Regions from separate parts of the Mustela erminea genome. Here region 2 is linked to region 1. Evidence: chromatin contacts called from public Hi-C data. All regions are on one chromosome and are shown on one strand. The core of a region is the stretch at or near the end of the contact, and the rest is flanking DNA. Distances in the headings are between cores, read along the strand shown. Region 1 holds the start of GXYLT1 (glucoside xylosyltransferase 1). Region 2 holds the start of PPHLN1 (periphilin-1).

Evidence for each region. A called contact is a pair of places that touch in the nucleus more often than the background predicts.
Region 2: a contact with region 1 is called in a Hi-C map of fibroblasts, with 2.1 times the contacts expected there. The contact joins the promoter of PPHLN1 here to the promoter of GXYLT1 in region 1. A contact is called at or near these places in 2 of 3 Hi-C or Micro-C datasets (fibroblasts and spleen).

Annotation. Positions count from the first base shown.
Region 1 is chr6:78,311,595-78,316,001 of mMusErm1.Pri, forward strand. It overlaps GXYLT1 (glucoside xylosyltransferase 1), which reads right to left and starts at 2,154. Exons shown (of 8, transcript XM_032347898.1): 1 at 1,831-2,154. The coding sequence starts at 2,051.
Region 2 is chr6:78,457,806-78,462,212 of mMusErm1.Pri, forward strand. PPHLN1 (periphilin-1) reads left to right here and starts at 1,816. Exons shown (of 10, transcript XM_032347920.1): 1 at 1,816-1,940. ZCRB1 (zinc finger CCHC-type and RNA-binding motif-containing protein 1) reads right to left here and starts at 1,801. Exons shown (of 7, transcript XM_032347925.1): 1 at 1,637-1,801; 2 at 510-595. The coding sequence starts at 523.

The DNA.
Region 1 (4,407 bases), core at 904-3,403:
CTCTATAAAAACATTTATTAAAACCAAGTGCTGGGGCAGCTGGCTGGCTCAGTCAGTTGACACACGACTCTTGATTTGGGGTTGTGAATTCCAGCCCCACCTTGGACACAGAGATTACTTTAAAAAAAAAAATTACTGAAGTGTTTATTCTATATTTCAAATAACTTTGTCCCAATCAGCTAGCCAAGCAAATACAGCTTACAAAAATCTGTCACAAAATAAAGTATAAGTTTCTTTTTTTTTAAAGATTTTATTTTATTTTTTTTTTTTTTGACAGAGAGAGATTACAAGTAGACAGAGAGGCAGGCAGAGAGAGAGAGAGAGAGAGGGAAGCAGGCTCCTCGCTGAGCAGAGAGCCCGATGCGGGACTCAATCCCAGGACCCTGAGATCATGACCCAAGCCGAAGGCAGCGGCTCAACCCACTGAGCCACCCAGGCACCCCTAAAGTATAAGTTTCTGAGACAAAAAAGCACTAACAACGAATGTCCCTCTACAAACTGAAATCTCATAATCATCATAGTCCAGTTTCATCCAATGTTTTAAAATGTTGCTTCCTTACGATTCTACCCACTACAAAAATAATTTTTTCCATAATTTCAAATGCTTCCCAATCCATAAAAGACCATGAACAGCATTTTGTGAGCCTCATTATTCATGAGCTCATTCAGGTCGTCAGTCACCGCCTTTCCCAGGGCAGATAAGAGCTGACAAACCTGACTGGAAGTAGTTCTGCTTTAATGAATGGAGTCCAGGATTCCTCTGACAAAAACATGACAGTCCAGCTTTCCCATTTGCTCCTATGCCCAAAGGTCCTCCCCCTTTTATTTTGAAAACGACCATCAACTCTCAGAACAATGTTAAAAAGCCTGCAGCTGACCTGCCCTCCCCCCTATCAACCGCATACTTCCTGATACCAAAGCAGACTTTGCCTCTTAGTAAGGGAGCGCTCTGAGTCGTTCCCAAGGAGATGCCCACAAAAAAGGAGCCTATTTTTCAAGGAAGTGCAAACGCTGGGATTTTGCTAAGCTCTCATAATGCGCCGCATTCTTTTTTAAATCTCACGCAGATTCCAACTCCGGCAGTGATTTGTGCAAATCCACGCAAGGCACTATGCTGCCTTTTAGACACCGATTTTTTAAAGAAAAATATCCATCCCATCCCACAGAACACGTGAGTGAACATGGTAAGCCTCGCTCCTTTCCTAACCTACAGTAAGTTTCAGAGCAGACCGATGTTTCCTAAAGAAAAATGCAAAATACGCATAAAAGCTCTATCCAGATTTAACAAAGGCTAACAATGAACATTTGAGCGTTAACACACAAAAATTAGACGCCCCGTCCAGAAGAGGGGGGAAAATTGAACTAGGGCGCCAGCCTGATGTTTAAATATCTCAACTTAAACTCCATGGAAACAAGAGGGAATTCCCACTAGCCAGACAGCAAAAAGGCTTTTTTTGTGGGGCACCTTTTACTTTCAATGACTTCTGTAAGGGGGTGGGGGAGCAACTGTCAGTTAAAAGTTGAAAATTAATTTCTATCCGCTTTAAAAAGCGCATAAGGAATGCGTCAGAAGACAAACACAAAGAGCGTGGAGTGCTCTCGGGCTAGGCTCACCCCCGGATGGAGGGGAAGGAGGGAAATGAGAGAAGGGGTCAGAGACGGCGGCAAAGAAGCGGGAGGCGCGGGCCGGGCGGCGGGAGGCGCGGGCCGGGCGGCGAGAGACGCCGGACTGACCGGCGAGCCGCCCGAGCCGGGCCGAGCCCCCGCGCCCCCGCCGCGCCCCTGGCCCCTGGCCCCGAACCCGGCCCCCTAACTGGGAACCGCCCGTACCTGTCCGAGCGGCCGGAATGAGCTGCGGGTCCCACGCTGCCCACCCCTCTCGCGCCGCCGCGTCCGCCGCCCGCGAGCCAGGAAGCCGCCGCGGCCTGCGGCTTCCCGCCACCTCCGCCCGCTCCTTCCTCCAGGGACACGGCGAGCTGGCTGAAGGCGTAGAGGAGCGAGCAGAAGCCGCAGGCCAGGCACAGCACCACGATGCGCAGATAGCGCCGCATCGCCCCAGCCCCGCGCCTCAGCCTTAGCAGCCGCCGCCACCACCTCCGCACCGCGCCCGCCGGGCGAACTGGAGCGTAGGGGTGCGCACAGCGCAGCCGCGGCCGCAACAAGTTCCTCCTCCGCGGCGGCCTCCAGCCCGCCCCTCCTTCCTCCTCTCCCTCCCTCCCTCCTCTCCTCCCTCCCTCCCTCCTCTCCTGGCCTCGCCCGCCCAACCACCTTCGCCCGCTAGCCTACTGTCCGCCTGGAGCTCTGACACCGCCTCCGCCGGCGTGGGCCCCTCCCCGGAGTCCCGGCAGCAGGCGGACGCGCAGGCGCAGTGAGCGCGAGAGAGCTGGACTGGCCCGGGTCTGAGAGGAACGCCGAGGGAACGCGTCTGAACTGCAGAGGAGGGGTGTGGCGAAATGAACTGGGCGTTGGAGACCGCTGACCCAAATTCAAATTACGGTTCTTCCACATGGTAGTCTGTGACGTTGAGCAAGCTCAATTCTCTGAGCATGTTTCTTCTCTAAAACGGAGATAATATCCTCCTCATAGGCTGGCTGCAGAGAGTAAATTGCTTAACGCCCGAAAAACACCTTGCACCTGGAAGGCATTTGATTAAGCCGTTTTTCAGTTCCATGCTCCGCAGCAGGGACTTCCCCAGCCTCTGAGTTTCTGTAAGACTGTACGAGCCATTTCATCCAGGTATTGAATTACCTCGTAATGCTGCGGAGCATGCGTATCTTGCCTCCTAACGAACTTGTTAAGGGCATGTTCAACTGAGGCCGTCCCTGTTACATCTTTTTCGATCTTTTTGGCCTAATGTTCTCCCTCAAGCTTTCTCTTTAGCTTTCCATTTCTTCTCTGTTCAGCCATATTTCCATTCCATTCATTTATTGAACATTCATAAAGCACCACTGTGTGCCAAGCACTACTTGAGTACTTTGGGGTATTAAAGACGCATAATTGGGCATGGGGTGGGGCAGTAAATAACTACATAAATAAATGGGACTTATAAATAACTGTAAATAAGTAAATGAAGGACAATAAGTAAATAAGTGGGACTCGCAAGTACGCGCAATACCAGGACACAGACATTAGGATATATAAAAGCTTGTGAAGATGTGGGCCAACACAAAAAGGAGTGATCAGTTTTACTGAGGTCACGGTCAAGAGGTACTTGGTGGTAAAACAGTCATCAGGGTCTTGGCTGGGGGAAGGAAAGGAATTGCAGGTTGAGGGATCAATGAAACAGGTTCTTGTGTTTAGGGAACTGTGAGAAGTTTGATACAACCAGCTAAGTGAATGCAAGGGAGGGTGTGATGAGTGATAAGACTGGAAGTTGAAGGCGACAGATATTTGAGTGCCTTGGTTAGTATACCAAGGAGTTTGAACTTACTCTAGCAAACAGTGGTGACCATTGAAGGGTTTCTAAATTAAGAAGTAACATGATCCCATCTGACTTTTAGAGAGCAGGTTCTGGCCCCACTGTGCAGGCTGAGACAAAGATTAAGATTGGAACCAGAAAGCAGTTACAGTGCCGCAAAGTGAGGGAAAGAAGGCTTTAAACACACACACACACACACACACACACACACACACACACACACTTCATGAAGAAAAATCATGCTGGCTAACCTGTTCAAATGCATTTGGAGCTTTTTTTTTTTTCTTTTTACTATTTCATTTATTTATTTAAGGGAGAGAATGCGAGAGCGCACAAGCAAGTGGAGCTGCAGAGGGAGAGGGAGAAGCAGTCTCCGCACTGAGCAGAGATTGATGCCAGACTGGATCCCAGGCCCCTGAGATCATGATCTGAGCAGAAGACAGACACCCAGGCGACTGAGCCACCCAGGTGCCCCGCATTTGGAGCTTTGAAGTGTTTGGCCATGAAAAACAAAGTGGGGATATGCTTTTTAATTTAGCAGTGGTTATCCGTTCAAAATCCCTACACCAAAAACTGGTGGCTCTGTGACCATGGGAAAGTTACTAAATAAATTTAAGTCTCAGTTTTTTCTATAAGGATTACATTTCTTGACTTACCAGGCAAAAAAAAGACAACTAGCACGCTATCAAGATGTGTAAGTATAATGAAAACATACACTTATTCATTCAATAAACATTTATTGAATATATTCTACATGCCAGACAAGGGGCTAGAGTGTACTGCCCTCAAAGGGACGACAGGCAAGTAAAAATAATGACAATATTAAATTAATCCTTCTACTACACCTTACAATTTTTAGAGAAATAAAGATAAACTTAATGAGGTACAGAAATGGATTGCAAAAGCATTTATAAGACTGGAAAATAGATTTTGAGAGAGAAAAAGAAAGGATATGGTACCAAGAAACTGGAGTAAGAAGTACTCAAATA
Region 2 (4,407 bases), core at 566-3,065, 150 kb after region 1:
ACGAAGGAAAAATCAGCCAATCACAAGTTGTTCCTACTTCATTATGCTACCCGTGTCTTCTGTTTATAAAGAAGTTACTCTTGGGGTGCCTGGGTGGTTCAGTGGGTTGAGCCTCTGCCTTCAGCTCAGGTCATGATCTCAGGGTCCTGGGATCGAGCCCCGCATCGGGCTCTCTGCTTAGCAGAGAGCCTGCTTCCCCGCCTCTCTCTACCTGCCTCACTGCCTACATGTGATCTCTCTCTCTGTGTCAAATAAATACAATCTTAAAAAAAAAAAAGAAAAAGAAAAAAAAGAAGTTACTCTCTATGAAAGCACTGTAAACTCTTCGGAAATTACAAAAATTGTCAATTTTTTTTTACTTATATTTGCAACATAAGTCTTTGCTATTGATGGCTCAAGTGCATTGTAATGTAGTTATTAAGAATTATGCTAAAAAGAACTGTTTGCTTAAGCTTTATCTGTACCACAGATAGAGAATTCAGAATACAATAGTATTAAAAGTCACTTACCCGGTATAAGTCATTGTTGGTCAGGGAAAAGGGCAAGTTGGATACATACACTGTGCTTTTACTTGGGGCCAATCCACCACTCATTTCTATAAAGGGAAACAAACCAAGAAGCAATCTAAGCCAGGTATTCTTCATTCCAAGCAGAACCAGTGTATATAATCATTGATTTAATTATGCCAGATTTAATACACCTTCCTCGCTTTTATTAGGATTAAAAACAATTACTCCAGCTGGGTGAATTAAGGGATTTCTTTTCCCCAGATCTTACTGCAAAGAGCTTTCTGGTCTTTCTTTCAAGTAGAGTCCTTAACCATTATAGTGCTGGATTATGGTATGAAGGCAGAATAAGTTTAAAACAGAAAAATAAAAAATTCTTGAGGCTTCACTTAACTTTCTCTCAGGCTAAGGGTAAAAAACTGCTTTTGAAAACGTTTAATACCATGCCTACCACATCAGAAAGAGCCTGCTAGCTCAGAAAGAACCTTAGCCACTTATTTTCATTAATGCTTTGGTCTGGGTACTATTTTTGGTTTTCTTGATATTTTTCTTTGCAGTGGTGTTAGGAGAAAATTTTAACCTCACATTTTGATGGTGTAAAAATTTTGCATATTATTGGTAAATAATGAAATGATACATTTTACTATACCAAATAGGTTTCCATGCCTTGAAAGATATTATTCTGTATATGTATTTTTAGATTACAAATGTAATTTGTAACTGATTTTTATAGCGTATTTTAACAAAGCAGATTATCCATGAAAAGTACATCATACTCAACAAGGTTCAAATTTCAATTTAAAAAGCTTGTGTGCTGTGTATATGAGATGGGGGCATAGGGGCCATCACAAATGGCAAAATATTGACGGAGGGACATGCCAAGTTGCGGACTAATAGGAAAACTGCCTGATGCTTGAGATATTTCTTGGGAATCTATTAGACAAGTTCCCACTTATTAGACAAGTTTCCCATTTGAAACTATGAGTTACCGTTCTGGGGAGAACTCGAGGGCGGGCAACGGCAAATGGTCGGGAATAAAAAGTGTGGCGGGGAGAGAGGCAAATCGTTTTCGCGGCCGGGTCTCGGGAGGGGCTTGCGGGAAGTAAGGCCGCAGCTGAGGAGGTGTTTACCTTTAGGTGGGGCAGGCCTGGGAAACTAGAGCGCGAGCCCACGACTCAGTTGGGGCTCAACCCGGACTCTTCCTCGTCCCCCGCTGGGGCCTTGGCATCACGGGTCCTGGGAGGGGTCAAGCGCCGGAGAGTAGGAGGCAGCGACAGCAACGCCTCTTCCTGGCGGTAGCTAGACCCAGGCTCCAGAGGCGGGCCCAGAGGCGGCGCTTTTGCTGACGTCTTTGAGCGCGCCGGAAGTGCCTGCTTAGGAGAGGGCGACGAGCCGACGACTACATTTACGGGGTCTCCCGGCCGCCCAGAGTCGGTGAGCTCATTTTACCTTTCCACGAGGTGGACTGGGCCGGGCTCTGCTACGGGCCGAGTCGAGCGAGCGGGCGAGCGGGTGTGGGGTGTTTTCTGTGGCGAGAGTTGGAGTCTCCCGTTGCGTTTGAATCGTGCAGTAATTCCGCTCTTGGCGGTGGAGGGTGTAGAGACGCAGTGGAGTTTGGAATAAAGGAAACTGTTGAGTCTGAGACATAGGTTTGCTTCTCTTTAGCGCCTTATGATGCAGAAAGAGGACTGAATGGGTTGACTTCAGTGACCCAAGATCAGTTAGAAAGTCGGTAAATTTAAAGAATGTGTTCAATGTACCCAGTGAAGTGTTAGGCACTTTGAGAGCTACAAAAAAAAAAAAAAGAAAAAGAAAAAAAAAAGTGTAAAACTGGGCTTTTCCTGGCAGGTTTCTCAGTTGAGACAGGGTCAACTCGGATTGACAGAATGACTCATCTTGAGTTAGTGTGGACAAATGTTGGACTACTTGGCATCTTTTTCCGTCCTGTAATTCTATATTGGGCATACAGTTTTTCTCTTAAGAGGAGATAACGGGGCTGTCATTCCTACAGAAAAATCAGGAACTAATGCAAGGTAGTTTATACTTCTACCCACCAGCACACACAGACCAGGCCTCTAACCATTCCTTGGAAGCCTGCGTGCCAGCCCCCTGGAATCCAGAGCCTCTCCTGGAATCTGCACAATCCAGATTGAAGCCGATGTCTTCTAGAGAGAAGGAACTGCATCCAGGGCGCAGCTGAATTTTGAGAGGCCCGAATGCCTCCACATCCACCAGGGGACCGCTGGGACTAATTCTCTTGGCAAACTTGTGGCCAACCAAAACCGCCATGCTTCACATCCCCGTTATTTCTGGTTACCGCCCAAGATGTAAGCCCCTTTGGTCTTCTTTGCTACATCCTTATCTCCATGCTGCTTTGTACTTCCTCTCTCTTGATTTAGGCTACCGCTGCTTTTCCCTCCTTTTCCTTTTCTTAAACACTTCACCCCTCAACACAACAGCTGAGCTCACTGAAAGCTCTGTTCCTGCTTAACAAACTGTTACATACTCTACTGCTTTATGGAAATTCTCATTCTTCTCCTGACCATAACCAACACTTGGCTTTTTGACTCCTGCCCTTTCAGTTGAGTCCTTTCTCTGACACCTGCATTTAAGGTTAAGTGATGACCTACCTGTATTGAACTGATTTCACTTCCTCAGAACCTCCCCTCCCCCCACCAGAGTCTTTGGGGAGATTCTTTTCTCTCTTCTGAGGCATTTGATTTCTCTGACCTTTCTTCTCCCTCTCTGTGGATAATCCCTACACCTGCTAGGGGTTTCATTTTCCCTGTGAGTTTCTCTGAGGGATATTTTGTAAGTTCCCCCCAGAGAGATTTAGGTACCCTTGCCATGTGCTAAGTGCCCTCTACTTTCCTCATCCTAGCACTTACCACATGTGTGCTAATTAATTGCGTGTGCTAATTAATTGCTTGTCTCTTCACCTTCTTTACTAATCTGGGCTGTCATTTTCTTGTTTATTTTTGTAATTCCACTGCCCATTAGGCAGGTAGGTATTTATTTGATTGCAACTGCTGCAGGTACAGTCTCAGAAGTCGGGCAAGTTGATATGTCATCTGACTTTAAAATGTAAGAACCTTTGGAAAGGGATCAGCTGGTACTTCAGCTGGTTGTGGCTCTGTGAGAATATGGTTCCAGTGTTGCCAGAGCACGTAGGTTTTTCAATAATAGTTGGAAAATATGGTTTTGGAAAGTGATATCTCCCAGTTTTCAGGTGTTGTCAGTGGGATAAAACTTTATTACAAACAAAACCAAAACAAACCCCCCAAAACCCTGGGCCAAACACTTGTCACATGCAGCCTATCAGTCACCAGTTTGGAATCCTTTTTAGTGTGGTAGGGCTTAGAATTGGGCTTTGTGGAGAATACTAGATTTTGAGCTTCATCTTCATGGATAGTTAGAAGTCGAATGAGTACTGTAGATTGAGAAATACATCAAAAAACTCCAGGGTGGTGTGTGTGTTACTTTGTGGCATAGTGAGGAGTCTGGCCGGCATGACTTTTTTGGGAGAGAACAGGAGTTTAGGTGAGCTGATAGAGGGTAGAGGAATTTGGTTTTATTACAGTTAATTGATGTGAAACAGTTTGGATTCTTGATATGGGAAACTTCAGCTATGTGTGATGTATTAGCAAAGTTAACTGAGTATCCTTTTTTAAAGGTGGAGTGGAGAGGAGAATTGAGACTAGAAGGAGGTTGAGCAGTTAAGATGGTAATCTTTATCCTGGTGTAAAGTAAGATTTAGATTTATAAACATATATACGGAAACATCTGGTATTTTGGTCTATTTTTATTTTTATTTTTTCCAAAGATTTTATTTATTTGACAGACAGAGATCACAAGTAGGCAGAGAGGCAGGCAGAGAGAGGATGAAGCAGGCCCCCTGCCA